2 separate regions of the Mus musculus genome follow, and region 2 is linked to region 1. A link is a contact called in public Hi-C data. All regions are on one chromosome and are shown on one strand. Each heading gives the region's core, a stretch centred on a gene start, on an enhancer-like site or on the middle of the called end of the contact. The rest is flanking DNA. Distances are from core to core; before and after follow the strand shown.

The links. Hi-C and Micro-C count contacts between places; a contact is called where the count stands out from the background.
Region 2: a Hi-C map of liver shows a contact between it and region 1, with 7 times the contacts expected there. The contact joins the promoter of St7l here to the promoter of Gdap2 in region 1. A contact is called at or near these places in 1 of 39 promoter capture datasets (liver) and 2 of 484 Hi-C or Micro-C datasets (CD8 T cells and liver).

Annotation. Positions count from the first base shown.
Region 1 is chr3:100,158,372-100,166,197 of GRCm38.p6, reverse strand. Gdap2 (ganglioside-induced differentiation-associated-protein 2) reads right to left here and starts at 3,735. Exons shown (of 14, transcript NM_010269.3): 1 at 3,533-3,735. Wdr3 (WD repeat domain 3) reads left to right here and starts at 3,791. Exons shown (of 27, transcript NM_175552.5): 1 at 3,791-3,854; 2 at 4,976-5,178; 3 at 6,223-6,432. The coding sequence starts at 5,008.
Region 2 is chr3:104,859,413-104,867,238 of GRCm38.p6, reverse strand. St7l (suppression of tumorigenicity 7-like) reads right to left here and starts at 2,733. Exons shown (of 14, transcript NM_153091.3): 1 at 1,931-2,733. The coding sequence starts at 2,144. Capza1 (capping protein (actin filament) muscle Z-line, alpha 1) reads left to right here and starts at 2,734. Exons shown (of 10, transcript NM_009797.3): 1 at 2,734-2,899. The coding sequence starts at 2,861.

The sequences.
Region 1 (7,826 bases), core at 2,486-4,985:
TGGGCCTGGCTCACCATGTCACTTTGTGTGAGAGGGTGCGGTATGTGCTTGCATGGGTGTGTGTAAGCATGTGAATGGAGGTTAAAGTCAACAGCAGGTATCTTCCTTAATTGCTTGTTCAACCTATTGAGACAGTCTCTCACTGAGCCTGGAGCTCGGTGATTCCACCAAAACCCTCAAAGATTCCATCTCTTGTGTCCTCCTTCCAAAGCTGAGATCACAGGTGCACGGCAAAGCATCTAGCTTCTTACCTGGGAGCTCAGTCCTCCTCCCACCTGAGTGTAACGCTACTCTAGGCTCCACCTCACTTTGAGTGTTTGTTGCAGAGCTGTATCCTCTTAAAACTTTCCCCCCTCAACGACGATCACAGCTCTGATTTCAAGGTCAACAGAAACCTAAGTTGATCACTTTCTCCGAGAAGTCCCATTACTGTCCTTGATGTGTATGGACTTCAGTAGGTCTCCTATACACCCAATCATCTCCAGTCAGTACAGCTCGTTGCCTCTCTCCAGCTACTGAAGACGTCAGTGTGAGTGCTAAATGAACGATAACTAATGCTCAAAGCTGACTGTGGGGCAAAAGGTAAGGCCTTTCCTGGAAAGCTTCCTGAAAGTTAATCAAGGTTGAATTCTTTGGCAGCTCCATCCGCACCTCCAAAGAGAAACTGATTTTTCTCATTAAAAAGAGATTTAACTCCTGCCTGCTCCCAACATAAACTCATGGCCATGCTTGTGCAAAAGCGGAGCAGCGAACCCAAAGGTGGCAGAAACCTAAACACTGTCTCACTCCACAGAATGTGTGGTAAGAAATATAGCCTGTAAGAGATGATGCATATATCTGAAAGGATTTCCAGACTTAGATTAAGAATTCTAGGGATAGACTGAAAACAAGCAGGGTGGTGGGCATGATGGGAACTGTGTGTGTGGGGGGGAAGGGGAGCAGACATGACTACAGTGATTTATAACCTTAGCCAGAAATTAAGCAACATGAAACCAAAAAGCCCTTCCCACTGGAAATCAATTGACCAGTGTTGAACTTTGAACAAGCTTGCAAACAAGCACTATAGTTTAGTAAAACTCACAGTCTCCTGAGGCACAGTTTTGTATCAAAAAGTTGTTGGTTTCCAGACTAAATCAGATCTATGAATTAGGCTAAATATTTTCTATGTTAGTTTAAGAGAAAGGACCCCCCCCCCCAAACAAAGAGAAGCTACTATTCTTTATGATTCAAAGAGTTCTTTGTAGCTTATTTCCCCCTGCATCCTGCCACCATTAGCTTTTAAAAACATACAAATTGTGAGTTATTTGAAAAATTGAATTGCCTGCAGAGACCAGATTTTTACTCCTCCAGGTCCGGCAGCATCAGGCAGAGCACTTGGGATCACTGTCTCAAAACCTGAGTTTCCAAACAGGTAAAAAAGAATGGTATCAAGTTGGGTGTGGTGGCACAGGCCTTAAATTCCAGCTCTGGGAGGCTAAGGCAGGTTGAGCTCAGTGAATTTGAGGCCCAGCTGTCCTAGTTCTAGGACAGCCAGAATTATCTTATCTCAACAAAATAAAACAAAATGAATGGTGCCACTTAAAAAAAGGGCGGGGGGGGGGGAGAGTGAGAACCAACTAAGAGGAGAAGATGACTGTCAAATGTTTACACAGGTGAGCTAAGTCTGGGAAACACATAGAGTTGGACCATGAATCTGACCTCTAATAATTAAGCAGCTTGTTTGTTGCTTTTGGCAAATAACAGGTTTATTATTCTTTATGGCTCTGTATTTCAATATTTAAATGCCCAGGATATATAAGGGTGAAAGCACCCACCATATTCATCCTGATGCCAAATCAATTATATTTACAAGAGTTACTTTATGCAAATGGAAGCTGCTCAGATGAAAACATGTCCGTGCTCACCTATATCAGCAAATAAATACATTATAATAAAACAGACCTCTAACCTTCATCAATGGTCCCAGGTAAACTGTAAATCATCATTCAAAAAAACATACAAAACACATGTTTTCCGGTGAATTAGCAGTGTCACCTACATATTAAACACACCAGAGCATGCTTCAGTTGCAAGTCTTCATACAGAGTGCAATTTGAAACTTAAAATAATAATGTTGTTCTTCAAGTACTAGATAAGAAAATGTATCTTAAAGTACTGGATAAGAAAATATGTAAGATTAAGGTGTGCTAGTTTAGCCTGGCGGGCCAGTACACGCCTTTAATTCCTGCATGCTGTAGGCAGAGGCAGGTGGATCTTTGTGAGCTCAAGGACAACATGGTCTTCAGAGAGCTCCAGAACAGGGCCTTTGTGAGACTCTGTCTAAGGAGGGGTGGTGATAGGGATGCTAGATGCAGCACTCTATATCATACCAGGCTGGCTTTCCAGTGCTGGTATTAAAGTTGTGGACAAAACCTGGCTTTGATCCCACGACCAAAGATGACAACATCAATTGGCAATGTCTAAAGGTTGGGCAGGCCTGAAATCTTCTAAACTGTTTCCCCACCAAAGCACACATCTCCCATCTCTAACAAGGAAATGCACAGCATCTACAGGAGGTAGGGTCCATACACATCTATCCAAATGTTCCTCCCCAGCCTGGAATAAATTTATCATCACGATTTCTTGCCTTCTTTTCATCCAACCCACTACAAATGATTCTTCTTTCAAAACAATTTTCTTAAACACAGAGGATGAGCTGGACATGTTTTAAATCACTAAGAAAATCTTACCCAGTAAATAGTAGCTAAAATTAAAAAGGAAAGGCCGGGCGTGGTGGCGCACGCCTTTAATCCCAGCACTTGGGAGGCAGAGGCAGGCGGATTTCTGAGTTCGAGGCCAGCCTGGTCTACAAAGTGAGTTCCAGGACAGCCAGAGCTACACAGAGAAACCCTGTCTCAAAAAAAAAAAAAAAAAAAAAAAAAAAAATAAGGAAGACAAGTCTACCTGTCAGCTACAATTGTCTACATGTCTAATTTCTAGGTTGGCTACAGAGGTTCAGTAAACCATGGCAGGGATCAATTCTTTTGTATAGTTATACGTACAGTTATATAGACAGCTACAGACATCAGACCTCGTTTCTAAAACTTCTAGACCAGCCCAAGGATAAAAGGGGGCAAGAGAAGAAAAGCTAATTTCCTCGTTAACAGAGTGGCTCAGTCTCAGTCTACAATTAAGGACCAGTAAGCCCAGGGTCACTTCCCTCTCAAGTGACCTGAAAGCGGAAACACAAAGCCAGGTCAATGTCACTCCAGGGACTGCGGGGTCTTTTTACAACTCAGCATCCTGGGCTCAGCGTCTGACCACAGGGAACCCGATTTATAGGACGGGCTGGACTCTGCTAGAGCCGCCACCCGCAGGGCTGCTCGCAGCACCGCGTCCCAGCAAATCCCGGGGACCTGCGTCCCCAGAGCTTGGCGACCCAACCTACCCTGAGTGCGAAGCCCAAAGCCCGGGAGGACCCGCCAGCCCAATCCCTCCCAGCCGCCGCACCCGACTGTGTCGCCCTCCCTTCCCGGCTTCGCCCTTCTCTCACAGCGCTCGGGCGGGCCCATCCGGGCGGCGGCCCGCAGCTCACTCAGATCCGTGGCAGAATTCAGGCGGATGACATCCGTACACTTTGCTTGCCAGAGGCGGAGGCTGAAGCGAACCGGTCTCCAGAGGCCAGGGTGACTGGCGACAGCGATCTGACAGCGAAGGTACCCGCTTCCTCTCCGCCACGCCACCCAATCACAGCGCTCTGCCGTCACTTCCGCCTAGAAGGTAAGGGAAACGCCGGGCGGAAGAAACTTCCAATCGGACCGGAAGTGGCGGGTCTCGTAGGCAGCGCTGTCTGCTGGAGCCTCGTGGAGAGTGAGGTGAGTGTTGCTGGCTCTTTAGGGATCGCGGGGCGCGGTTCCCCGCACAGTGGTGTTCACGGTGAGCCGACGCGGCGAGGGACTCCGCGCTAAGGGCACTAGGGAGGCCGGGGAGAAGCCCTTTGCCGCGGCCGTCTGCATCGCAGAACCCAGAGGCCGCGCGCTGCCCCCGGGCCGGAGTGCGAGGCTGCTGGAACTGCCCGATTTCCTTGGATTATTTCGGGGATGATGTGCAATAGAAACTTAGGTGCGGGGGATAGTTTGAGAGTGACCAGGTCGCAGGAAGGAAAACAAGCGAAGTTATTTGAGAAATAAGCTTTAAAGCCCTCGGGTAGGTACAGTGCATGTGAAAACGATAAACAAGCGTGTTACTATGACTTGAAGCGAAAATCGTGGACGTGGAAGTGCTAGATAGAAAACCAGTGCAGCAGCTCGTTGAAGACAAACTGGAGATGAAAGTGCAGGGAAGAGAAAACTGGGTAGAAAAGGCAGACACATGAACACACATGCATAAAAGCTGAGATCGGTTGGTCTGAGCTTTTGGATAGAGGAACTGCAGCAGCCCCATAAGCTCTGCGAGCTTATTATATACAGTTGAAAATGAAGAGGGGATTATTGCTTACAACTGAACAAGGAGACAGGGTGATTGTATAGAGATAATATCTAATTGCAATAGGGACAGTCTGTGGGGAGCAGTCTTCAGTCAGTACACATGGTGGTGTGGTGGGAGGGAAGAAGGCTATGGTGAACATTTTCTGGAACACTGTAAACATCCCACTTGAACCAAAGGACCATGATGCCTCTCCTATTGGTCTGGGGCATTGAAGTCCTTGACATGGCTACATTCATGTCAGCAGGACCCATTCACTCTGGGCTTCCTCTGATCTACACACAGGGTCTCTTCGAATCCCAGGAATCTCTCTCTCTGCCTTCCCTGTGCTGGGGTCATAGACCTGCATTTTTCTGTGCCTGGCCTTATGTGTGGGTGCGGGTACTACAGCAGGTACTTTACCATCTGTGCCAAGTTACATGCTTTTGATCATGTAAAAAAAAAAGGTTCCTGTTTGTTAGCTGTGCAGAGTCATTGTATTGCAAAAACTGAATTTTGTTTATTTACACAGATTGCCTTCCCGGTGTCATCAGACAGCCCAGCATGGGGCTTACTAAACAGTATCTGCGCTATGTGGCTAGTGCTGTCTTTGGCTTGATTGGCAGCCAAAAAGGTAACATTGTTTTTGTGACACTCCGTGGTGAGAAAGGACGCTATGTGGCAGTACCCGCCTGTGAACACGTTTTTATCTGGGACTTAAGGAAAGGCGAGAAGGTAAGTCAGAAATAAGAAATGGACACCGTTAAATGACACCGACTCTTGGAAGGGTGAAGTGGGAGAGCCTTGACTGACCTGCCTGCACTCATTTGTGTGTGAGTCCCCCAAGAGATCACTTCCCTTTTATTTTTCTAGACGGCTAGCACCAGATTCTGTTGTGTTCTGAAAGTCACAGCCAAGCAGGAGTTTGCTTAAATGGGTGTGTTCGTTTTCATGGGTTATTATTCTTAGCCATTATTAACTTCTACTTTTGTCGACCGGTTCTGCTTTTCATGTTCTGCTTGTTCTCACAGCCAGCTGTAAAGCAGTAGAATTTCAAAGGACTGTCATTCTGCTGTGTTGTGCAGTCCTTCTCTTAACCATAACTGATGAGATTCATTGGTTGCTTCACTCTGCTTTGACTGTGACAGAAGCTATTCCTTTCTTGCTAAGCACAAAGAGATAAATTATCCCTCTTTACTGTGTGACTCCCAGGAGGTGAGATGAGTTACATATAGATTTATAGATGTAAATATATAGAAGCCTGTTGCTACCCAGAGCTTCTTCTTGGGATGAAACTGTTAGTACTGTAGGTTGAGTTACAACAAGGATGAGTTTATAGCTCTGTATCAGAAATCACTGGGATACAAAGTTGCTAACTTAGCTCATTGCCTGGATCATTTGCATACACACCAGCACCAAGCTTGAGAGGACGTGATGACCTCTTGAGGAGCTTATGGTCTTTGCTTGTCAAGTTTTATCCTCGTGTATCAGTGACTGGAAATTGTTGATATGTGTATGTGTTATATGTTGATATGTGTATGTGTTATATGTTGATATGTGTACTATGTGTTATATGTTGATATGTGTATGTGTTATATGTTGATATGTGTATGTGTTATATGTTGATATGTGTAATATGTGTTATATGTTGATATGTGTTATGTGTTGATATGTGTATGTGTTATGTGTTGATATGTGTATGTACTGAGGTCATTCCTGTGCTGCTGTCTTGTTACATGCCTCACGCTTCTGAGTTGGTTTTCATCTTTATGATTTCAGATCCTTATCCTTCAGGGGAATAAACAAGAAGTCACTTGCTTGTGTCCTTCCCCAGATGGGCTGCATCTAGCTGTTGGCTATGAGGATGGAGCCATCCGAATCTTCAGCCTCCTCAGTGGTGAAGGAAACATAACCTTCAATGGACACAAAGCAGCTGTCACCAGCTTAAAGTACGATCAGCTAGGAGGCAGGCTGGCTTCTGGGTCTAAGGTGAGCCTCAGACAGGTGCCCAGGGTTGTTTCTCACACTTAATATAGGAGCAGATTATTCTCATAAACTGTGCTATGAGATGGGTTGGATTCTCCGTGTCCAAGCTACTATACATTTGGGAGAAAGAGTGAGGAGGATGGGTGCGTATGAGGGAGTGTTCTACTTGTTTCCTGTTCTGTTCTCTGATAAAAGTCTGTGGCATGAAAGAATAACACAGAGGTACTCTGGAATCTATCACTGTGGAAGAGGGACCCCAAACTATATAACCAGGAAGATTAGAAAAGAAGATGGTTATAGTTTGCCAATGAATCTGTTTTACAGGTTGATGAGTTAAAGCCAGGTGTGCTGGTGCACACCTTTAATCCCAGCACTCAAGATTCAGGGCACCTGCATTGCTCTGAAGTAGAGGCCAGTCAGCCAAGCTTTGTCTCTGGGGATACACAGTGAGACCCTCTCTCAAAGAAGGCAAAGAAAAGATCATTGTTTTCCCAGCACAGAGGAGGAAATGCACTATTTGCAATTGTAGCCACTGGGAGAGGAAAATCAGTTTTCTTCAGTGGAGTGACACTGGCTGTATCAGCCAGGCTCCGGGCAGACCCTGTGCTGGGGTGGTTGGCCAACACATATCAGGCTCTGGTTTGCTGTTGCTGCTCTTTATGTTGTTGGTTTGTTTTTAAAAGGAGAAAGAGAATGAAGCTGGGTGGCTCAGAATGTTCAGGGGAAGAATATAAAAAATATATGAAATTCTCAAAAGATAAAAACACGCCAGGCAGTGGTGGCGCACGCCTTTTTTTTTTTTTTTTTTTAAATATTTATTTATTTGTTATATGTAAATACACTGTAGCTGTCTTCAGACACTCCAGAAGAGGACATCAGATTTTTGTTACGGATGGTTGTGAGCTACCATGTGGTTGCTGGGATTTGAACTCAGGACCTTTGGAAGAGCAGTCGGCACTCTTAACCTCTGAGCCATCTCACCAGCCCGGTGCACGCCTTTAATCCCAGCACTTGGGAGGCAGAGGCAGGCAGATTTCTGAGTTTGAGGCCAGCCTGGTCTACAGAGTGAGTAGGGCTACACAGAGAAACCCTGTCTCAAAAAACCAAAAACCAACCAAACAAACAAAAAAACCAAAACCCACAGTGAAGAAAAGATTGATTTTAGATCTTCTTTTAGATTTGAATCATAAATTTAAGACATTAAACTTCTTTCATTTAAAAAAGTATAAAAAGAAAAGCAGAAAATATTTAATAAAAACTATCATCTACCTCTTAGACTTGTAAATTAAGATGTTAAAAAATAACATGTAGAAGATAACATTGATGAAAAATAAACAGGGTAAAGTGTCACTGTTTAATACAGATAATGAGAAGAATTAGCATTGGTTGGTAGAATG
Region 2 (7,826 bases), core at 1,484-3,983, 4.7 Mb before region 1:
AATTTTTAAAAAGTGACTTTAAGTTTCCATTGTCTGATATCTTAAGAATCTTCTCATGGATATAAAAGTGAGGTTTTACACTGTTGTTTAGTTAAATAAGAAGTAAATCAAGGGCTGGTGAGATGGCTCAATGGGTAAGAGCACCCGACTGCTCTTCCGAAGGTCCAAAGTTCAAATCCCAGCAACCACATGGTGGCTCACAACCATCTGTAATGAGATCTGACTCCCTCTTCTGGAGGGTCTGAAGACAGCTACAGTGTACTTACATATAATAAATAAATAAATCTTTAAAAAAAAAAAAAAGAAAAAGAAAAAAAAAAAAAAGAAGTAAATCAAAATGAGTGTGTACAGGGCCCTAGGGTCAATATCTAGGGTCAAAGAAAGAAAAAAGAAAATCAAGTCACAGTGAGATAATTTAGCCTGCTTTTCTGAAAATCTAAAATACAAGCTGTAAAAGTAAGTTAGACTAGAACTTCAGCAAATATATAAGAATAAAAAGCTAAATGCACTTTCACAACATGGTCTAAGATAGTCCAGACTGGTCTCAAACTTACTATGTAGCTGAGGCTGGCCTTTAACAACTGATATATCTGTACTGTACTTTCAGTAGCCCAAGTACTGGGATCACAAGCATGTGTCAGCATTCCTGGTTTAAAGCCAGGCTAGCTAGTATATGCCTCTAAATCCACCACTTAAGAAGTGGCTCAAGGGATCAGGATGTCTTGGCAACATCCTGGCCTCAAAGCAACAAGAAGAAGTAGAAAAATAAATGACAAACTCGATGAATAGCACTTTAATGAGCACACAAATTACCATTAAACACTTCACCAACCTATTACAGACAAATTAGACAGTATGTGGTACCAATACTCTAAAATACAAAAAGCATTTTAGAACATTATCCTATGGTCTTTCATGTCATCTCATGAGACAGAAAAGGGAGACCACTGCCTTCTCAAAGGACAGAAAAATTAACAGTGTCACCATCTAACAGAAATATTTCACCAGGCAGTGGTGGCACACAGCCTTTAATCCCAGCACTTGGGAGGCAGACGCAGGCGGATTTCTGAGTTCGAGGCCAGCCTGGTCTACAGAGTTCCAGGACAGCCAGGGCTACACAGAGAAACCCTGTCTCGAAAAACCAAAAAGAAGGAAATATTTCCATCTTCTTCTGAGGCTGCAGCAAAAAATACTGCAATAACGCCACAAAAGATCCAGGAGTCCATCTTTTCATCCTACCTACGGCCAGGGAATAGTATTTGCAGAATCCGCACAGGTCAACACTGCTTACAAGTTTTTATCTTTGGCCCAGGCTACATGACAAACATTGTACAACTGCCGAAGGAAAATATTAAACAAACCCACCGTTGTCTGCACTTCTCTCTCCTCTCCCTTTCCTAGACTATCTTATTACTCACAATAAAAATATTACGAAAAACGTCTCTTAACCGAACTGTCTTACAATAAAAGTATGGTCCACTAAAATCATAGCATTTTCTATCGTGTATGACAGATGTGCTTATCTTGCTTTTCTGGGTGTGAGTTCTTTTAAGTTAGGCAGCTGGGAAACTCTGAGGTACGACTTTTCAAGGGGCCCTGCAAACGATAGGAATGTCTATAAACTGTGTGTACACATCTGGGAATGCTCTCTTCTGTCCTACTACCTGGAGCTTGCAGCGTGTCAGGTAGCTTTTCCTGTGGTAGCGTAGACAGAATAGAGAGGGCGAACCTTCAGCGATCTAGGGAGGGGCCGGGAAACTGCAGCACGGTTCTAACAATCAGCTGCCGGGTGGAGGTGGCCCAAGCGACAAAAATAAACCCACTGGAGCATGCAACACCAATTTCCTTCTGCAAAGCCCTCCATGTCTCCCCGAGAATCTCTGATCTTTGGCACTTGTCCCCGACTGTCCGGGAGGTTTGGGCCTCTCACCCGCTGTCACGTTGTCACACAGCCTCAGCGGGACCCTCAGAGCGTAAAGCAGCCCCAGCCCCGCCAGGAACCACAGCGTGGACCCAGAGTTCGCCAACCCGGCCTTCAGCCGCTCTTTCCAGCCCAGCGGCGGGCCCAGGCCCAAGCCAGGAACAGGTGCATGGGGACACCCCACGGCCCGCGCGGCTTCCGCGAAGTAGTCTCCGTCCGCCATCTTGCGGCTCCGGCAGGCGCCGGGACCTGGGAGGGGAGAAGGGCCGGAAACCCGGAGTCGGGAATCCTGGGATAGTGGCGGACTTGAAGCTGGCCTCTGTCTAGGCTGAGTCCTGGGGAACTGGCTGGAGATCTGGAAGGTGGCGGAGCGCGGTGGCCGACTGAGGGGCTACCTAGTCCTCTAGGAGGGCGGGGAAGCATCTGATGGTGGCGCTTATTCTTCTGGAAACGGACTCAGTGTGGCGCCGGAGGGAAGTGGTTTTTCTTCCATACGTGGTTGAGGGTAACCTGTCGCCCTGTGCCGGGGTCGGAAAAGTACTGATGTCTCAAAGAGCCGAGCAGCTCTTAGTGCCCTGGACTCGGCGGCCCAGGAGACCAACCGGATCAGAAAAACTTAGAGGTGTAGCAACTGCTCCATGACCAGAGGGAGCCCAGACGCCACGCAAGAGTCGAGGCCCGCCACCAAGCACTCCAGGACGAATGGGAAAGTGACCGGAACTCAGGGAGAAAGATGTTAAGGCTGCAAAGCCCCGAGGGGCAAGCCGACTTCCTAGAGCGCCGACTCCAGGCTGTCACACCCGCGCGGAACTGACATGGCGCCCTCTTGGCCTGAGCTTCCGGGCGGCTCCTTCCGACGGCCCCTCGGTGATTCCGCCACTCAGCTTCCTTCCCGGCCTGCCTCGCGCCGGCCCGCCGGGCTGGGCCAGAGCAGCCAAGATGGCCGACTTTGAGGATCGGGTGTCGGATGAAGAGAAGGTAAGGGGTCCGCCTCTCTCTTTTACTTCCTTCCTCGACGGGGCCCAGGGGTCCGAGCCGGCAGCAGTGAGAAACCTGGCGGTGCCCCCAGGAAGAAGAAGGTTGTTTCCCGGTGCTGGCATAGTCCCTCTGGCCCCGGGACGCTTCCTTCCTTAAAGGAGCTTTCGTCTGCCTCACGGTGGCCCCAGTCCCCCAGTCCTCAACTCTTTTCATCCTGGACAGAGCACAACCTTCTTTCAAGAGGAGACACTTTGCCTGATTGACTTTTAACTCTAGACTCTTTTCTGTAATTATAAGAGAGGAGGTGAAGGTGATGTCGGGACGTGTCAGGCAGCAGTTATTTTACCGCTTTTGGCAGTTGGGGCTCACCCCATCCCCCCATTTATAGGTATGATTGGGGTTAGTTTAGAACGAGTCACTTCCTGATCAGAGTGGCCTCCTTAACTTCCCTTTTGCTCCTCCTTCCTCAGGAAGTGATTTTGCTGTCAGGACTCCTTGTCAGGGAGGGAGAGGTCCTCTGGTGGTGTCTGTCCACCGAAATACACACCCTCTCTCATCTTTTCTCTACTACTGACGATTAAACTAATTGGATAAAAATAAATCAGTAAACCTCAAGGGATTTGCTTAAGAATTTGACCAGCACCTTTATTCCTGCCTATGCTCTCTTGTGTGAACGTTTAGCCCCAAGGTGACTCCGTCCCTTCTGTCTTAATCTTAACTATAATTTTTTTCAAAGTCTTTTGTTTTGTTTTGTTTTTTTAACTTCCTGTTAAGCAGTGAGAAATAGCCAGACGACTTTTTTTTCAACTCCAGAAAGGTTAAATGGGTCGTAAATAAACCTCACATTTAACACATTCGGTTTGGATGAAACACCCAACCTTTTTTGATGACCTACTATGGTGCTTTATAGCTGGGTATGTCAAGAGTGTCGTTTGTGTACATAGATCTTTAAAAGTGTTTTAAATACCAGGGTGTATTCCAAATTTGATAGTATAACTTTTTCTGACAACGTACATTTGCTAAACTGTCCAAAAAGGAAAGTACTTAGTTCTTCCATAAACACAGACTCTTAGGGCTGCTACAAGTTAGAATGGTCTCATTAGCTAACTTAGGGACAAGAATATGTCTTTTGTTTCCTGCAGTGACTGTTACAAAGTATGTGCTCTCCAATGTTCTATAAAATCTGCCTGGGTTCTTCGAAAAAGAAATTGGAGATTGTTGACAGGGGAACAGACTATTTTTAATCACTTCTTCAAAAAGAATAATTTAACATACACCTGTGTATGAATGAGCCACTGTCTTTAAATGCTGAAAAGGGTGCTTACCACCTTTATAAACCACTTACCAGGATCCAGGGTGGCAGTTTGTTAGTAGAGTCTTAGCATGTGCAACATCCTGTGTTTGAACTTAAGCATTAGTAGGACAAAAACTAAAAAGCCACCAAATAACACTTTAGTGTTGATTCTCTTTTTTCTTTCTTTTTTTGTTTTTGTTTGTTTGTTTGTTTGTTTTCGAGACAGGGTTTCTCTGTATAGTCCTGACTGTCCTGGAACTCACTCTGTAGACCAGGCTGGCCTCGAACTCAGAAATCCGCCTGCCTCTGCCTCCCAAGTCCTGGGATTAAAGGCATGCGTCACCACGCCCGGCTAGAGTGAATGTTTTTATTCCTTTTCTTAAGACTGGGTCGGGTTTGGCTCATATAAACATCTCATTATACAGCCAAGAGTGACCCCAACCCCTAATCTGCTTGTCTCTGTCTCTCAAATACTGCAGTTATCGGTGCATACCATCACACTTAACTTTATTGCTTAGTTTTAGTAATAGTAGAACAAGCCAGTCATAACTAGTAAATCTACCCCGGAACTTGTAATAAATTCTATTCCTACTTTAGTAAAGAGCTTTTAGTTTTTGTTTTGTATTTTTGGGACAAATTCTTGCTATGTAGTTCTAGCTGGTCTGGAACCTGCTCTGTAGACTGGACTGATCTCCAATTTGTCCTCCTGCCTCCGTCTCCCACGATTCTGGGTTTAATAGAGGTTTTTTTCTTTGTTGTTTTTAATTGACTACATTATCTTTATTGGTGTAGATAATGTGGTATAATGATACAGTAAAAATCCTTATGATTTGAGCCAGGCATGGTGGTGTATGCCTTTAATCTAAACACTCAGGAGGCAGAAGCAGGTAGATCTCTTGAGTTCAAGGCTAGCCTTGTCAACATAGTGAGTTCCAGGACTACATAGAGAGACCCTAGTAACTTGAGATTCCTGTAGTTTTATTAGATTCCTTTCCTCAGAGCTGACAGGCACATTCATATCTCTTTAAATCTATGAGTAGAAAGAAAGGGTTGCTGGGCGGTGGTGGTGCTGGTACAACATCTTTAATTCCAGCACTTGGGAGGCAAAAGCAGGTGGATTTCTGTGAGTCTGAGGCCAGCCTGGTCTACAAATTGAGTTCCAGGACAGCCAGGGCTATACAGAGAAACCTTGTCTCAAAAAGAAGGAAAAGAAAGGACTTTGTAAGACTTCTTGATTTTTGAGCTTCTTTCCTACTTTGCCTGCTTTCCCTTCTAATCTTTAGATTGATTTTAACAGATTAAAAAGCTAGGGGAAAAGGCTGGTCCTGGTGATACCTGTCTATAATAATTTCAGCTCTTGGGAGATAAAGGCAAAGAGGATTAGGAATTCATGCCCATCCTTGGCTACATGAATGAAATACTTTCTCAAAAAAAAAAAGTTTTGGGGTGTGTGTGTGTGCGTTTTGAGAAGAGATTTTACTGATTTGAATGTCTTGGGATTCATAAGCAAGTAACCCCTGATGAGGTTTACTTATTTTGATTTATTGAGACAGTCCAAATCCTGTAGCTCAAGCTGATCTGGAACTCACTATGGAGCCCAGACATAACTCCCAGTGACTCTTCTGTCTTGAGGTCATTGGTGTCAGGCTTATAGTCGTGAGCCACTATCCAAGCAGTACAAACTAATCTTAAAAATCTTTCCTGGCCTGGTGACCAAGGCCTATCATCCTAATTGCTTAGGAAGCTGAGGCAAGAGCATAGAAAAATGTAAGGTCTGTCCAGGCTACAGAGCAAATTGAAGTACAGCCTGGAAAACTTGGAGAGTCTGTCTCAAAAACTGGAAGGGAGGTGGGAGATGGACTGGCTATGTAGGTCAGTCAGTGGTAGAGCGAGCACTCACCAGTATCTGCAAAGTCATGTGGACCAGTCTGCAGGTCTGCAGGTCTTATTTGAGCATTAGTTTCTACTTTGAATTCTTGGAAAGAAATCCAGAATTTTCATTTTCTTTGTTGCTAAAGACTTCAAATGTGTTTAGTTTGGGATAGGTATGTTTTGTTGTTATTGTTTTATTTTTTAAAGTATGCATGGTGTGGTCCCAAAAGGAATAATTTAATAATCTTATCTTTGTATGTTTTGTGAAAGCCGTAAGCCCTGACATAACTTTGCCATTTGAGGCTGTTGATTTCTCTCAAGCATTTCTATAAAGGCAAGTAAATCATTTTTATAACCAGCTGGTAAAGGTTTTATCACTTTTAAAGAGGAAGGTTTTTTGGTTTTTTTGGTTTTTCTGTCCCCATCCCCCCCTTTCTTCATCGTTACCTGAAATGGTCAGAATGAGCTGTCCTAAACAAAGCAGGAAGTGAGAAGGTTAGTAACAGGCGGATAAGTGCTTCTAGTCTTATCCCTTAAATGAGTTTCTGGAAACTATTCCAGGTACCTGTGCTTTTCAGTTAACTTAGTTCCAAATGCTTACCAAGACCAAGATAGCTTAATTAGGAAGTTTGAGGTATGAGATGAGTGATGCATTTGGGTTCTCTGCCTCTCCTGTTTTCTTTATTTCATGATTCAGCATTGACTTGTTGTTGTTACTGTTGTTTTGGATTTTCAAGACAGGGTTTCTCTGTGTAGCCCTGGCTGTCCTGGAACTCACTCTGTAGACCAGGCTGGCTTTGAACTCAGAAATCCACCTGCCTCTGCCTCCCAAGTACTGGGATTAAAGGCGTGTGCCACCATGCCCGGCAATTTGTTGGTTGTTTTTTTTTTAATGTTTTATTTGTTTGTTTCCAACAATGTGAAAAGAATTCTAGGATTGAACAAAACTGATTAGCATGGTTTTTCCTTTTTAACCTAATAAATAAATATGTGCATATAACTTTAAAAATACTGAGAAGTGGATCTGTATGATTTTAATTTAGACAGAGGTCTCATTTGTAAGAGTTTGTTTGGTTTTTGTTTTGTTTGTTCCATTGGATATTTGGGTCTTGAAACAGTCCCATTCTGTAGCTCACAGTCTCCCCTCAGTCTCTGGGGACTCCTGTTTCAGCTTCATGGGTGCTGGGATTATAAGCATGTGGCTGTCACACATCACACCTGGCTTAAGGACTTCTTTTTTAAAAAAGCTTTTTTGTTTAATTGCTTTGTTCTGTTTTTAAAGCAAGAACGTAGTATGTAGCTCAAGCTAGCCTAGAATTGGTTATGTAGCCAAGGCTGCCCTTGAACTGACATTCTGTCTCAGCCTCCTGAATGCTGGAATTACAAATGTAAATTGTAAAAACTGCTGCTGCAGCCACCGCCTCCTCCTCTTCCTCCTCCTCCTTCTAGAAACAAGTTTATCAAACTATGTAGTAGAGATGTAAAAAATATAAATGGGGCAGTGAGAGATGCTTATCGAGTAAAGATACTTGCTGGACAAACCTGGTGCCTGCATTCACTGTCGGGATCACAGATAAATGTGAAGGGAGAGAAATGACCTCACAGAGCTGTCCTCTGGCATCCACACATCCACACTCCCTACCTACCTTAATAATAGCAACAGTTTTTAAATCTTGTAAATAGAAGCTGGGATTTAAGAGCTTTGTTGGAGCTTGTTAAAATCTACTTTTAGGCTGGCTATCCTCAATTACATACTTTACT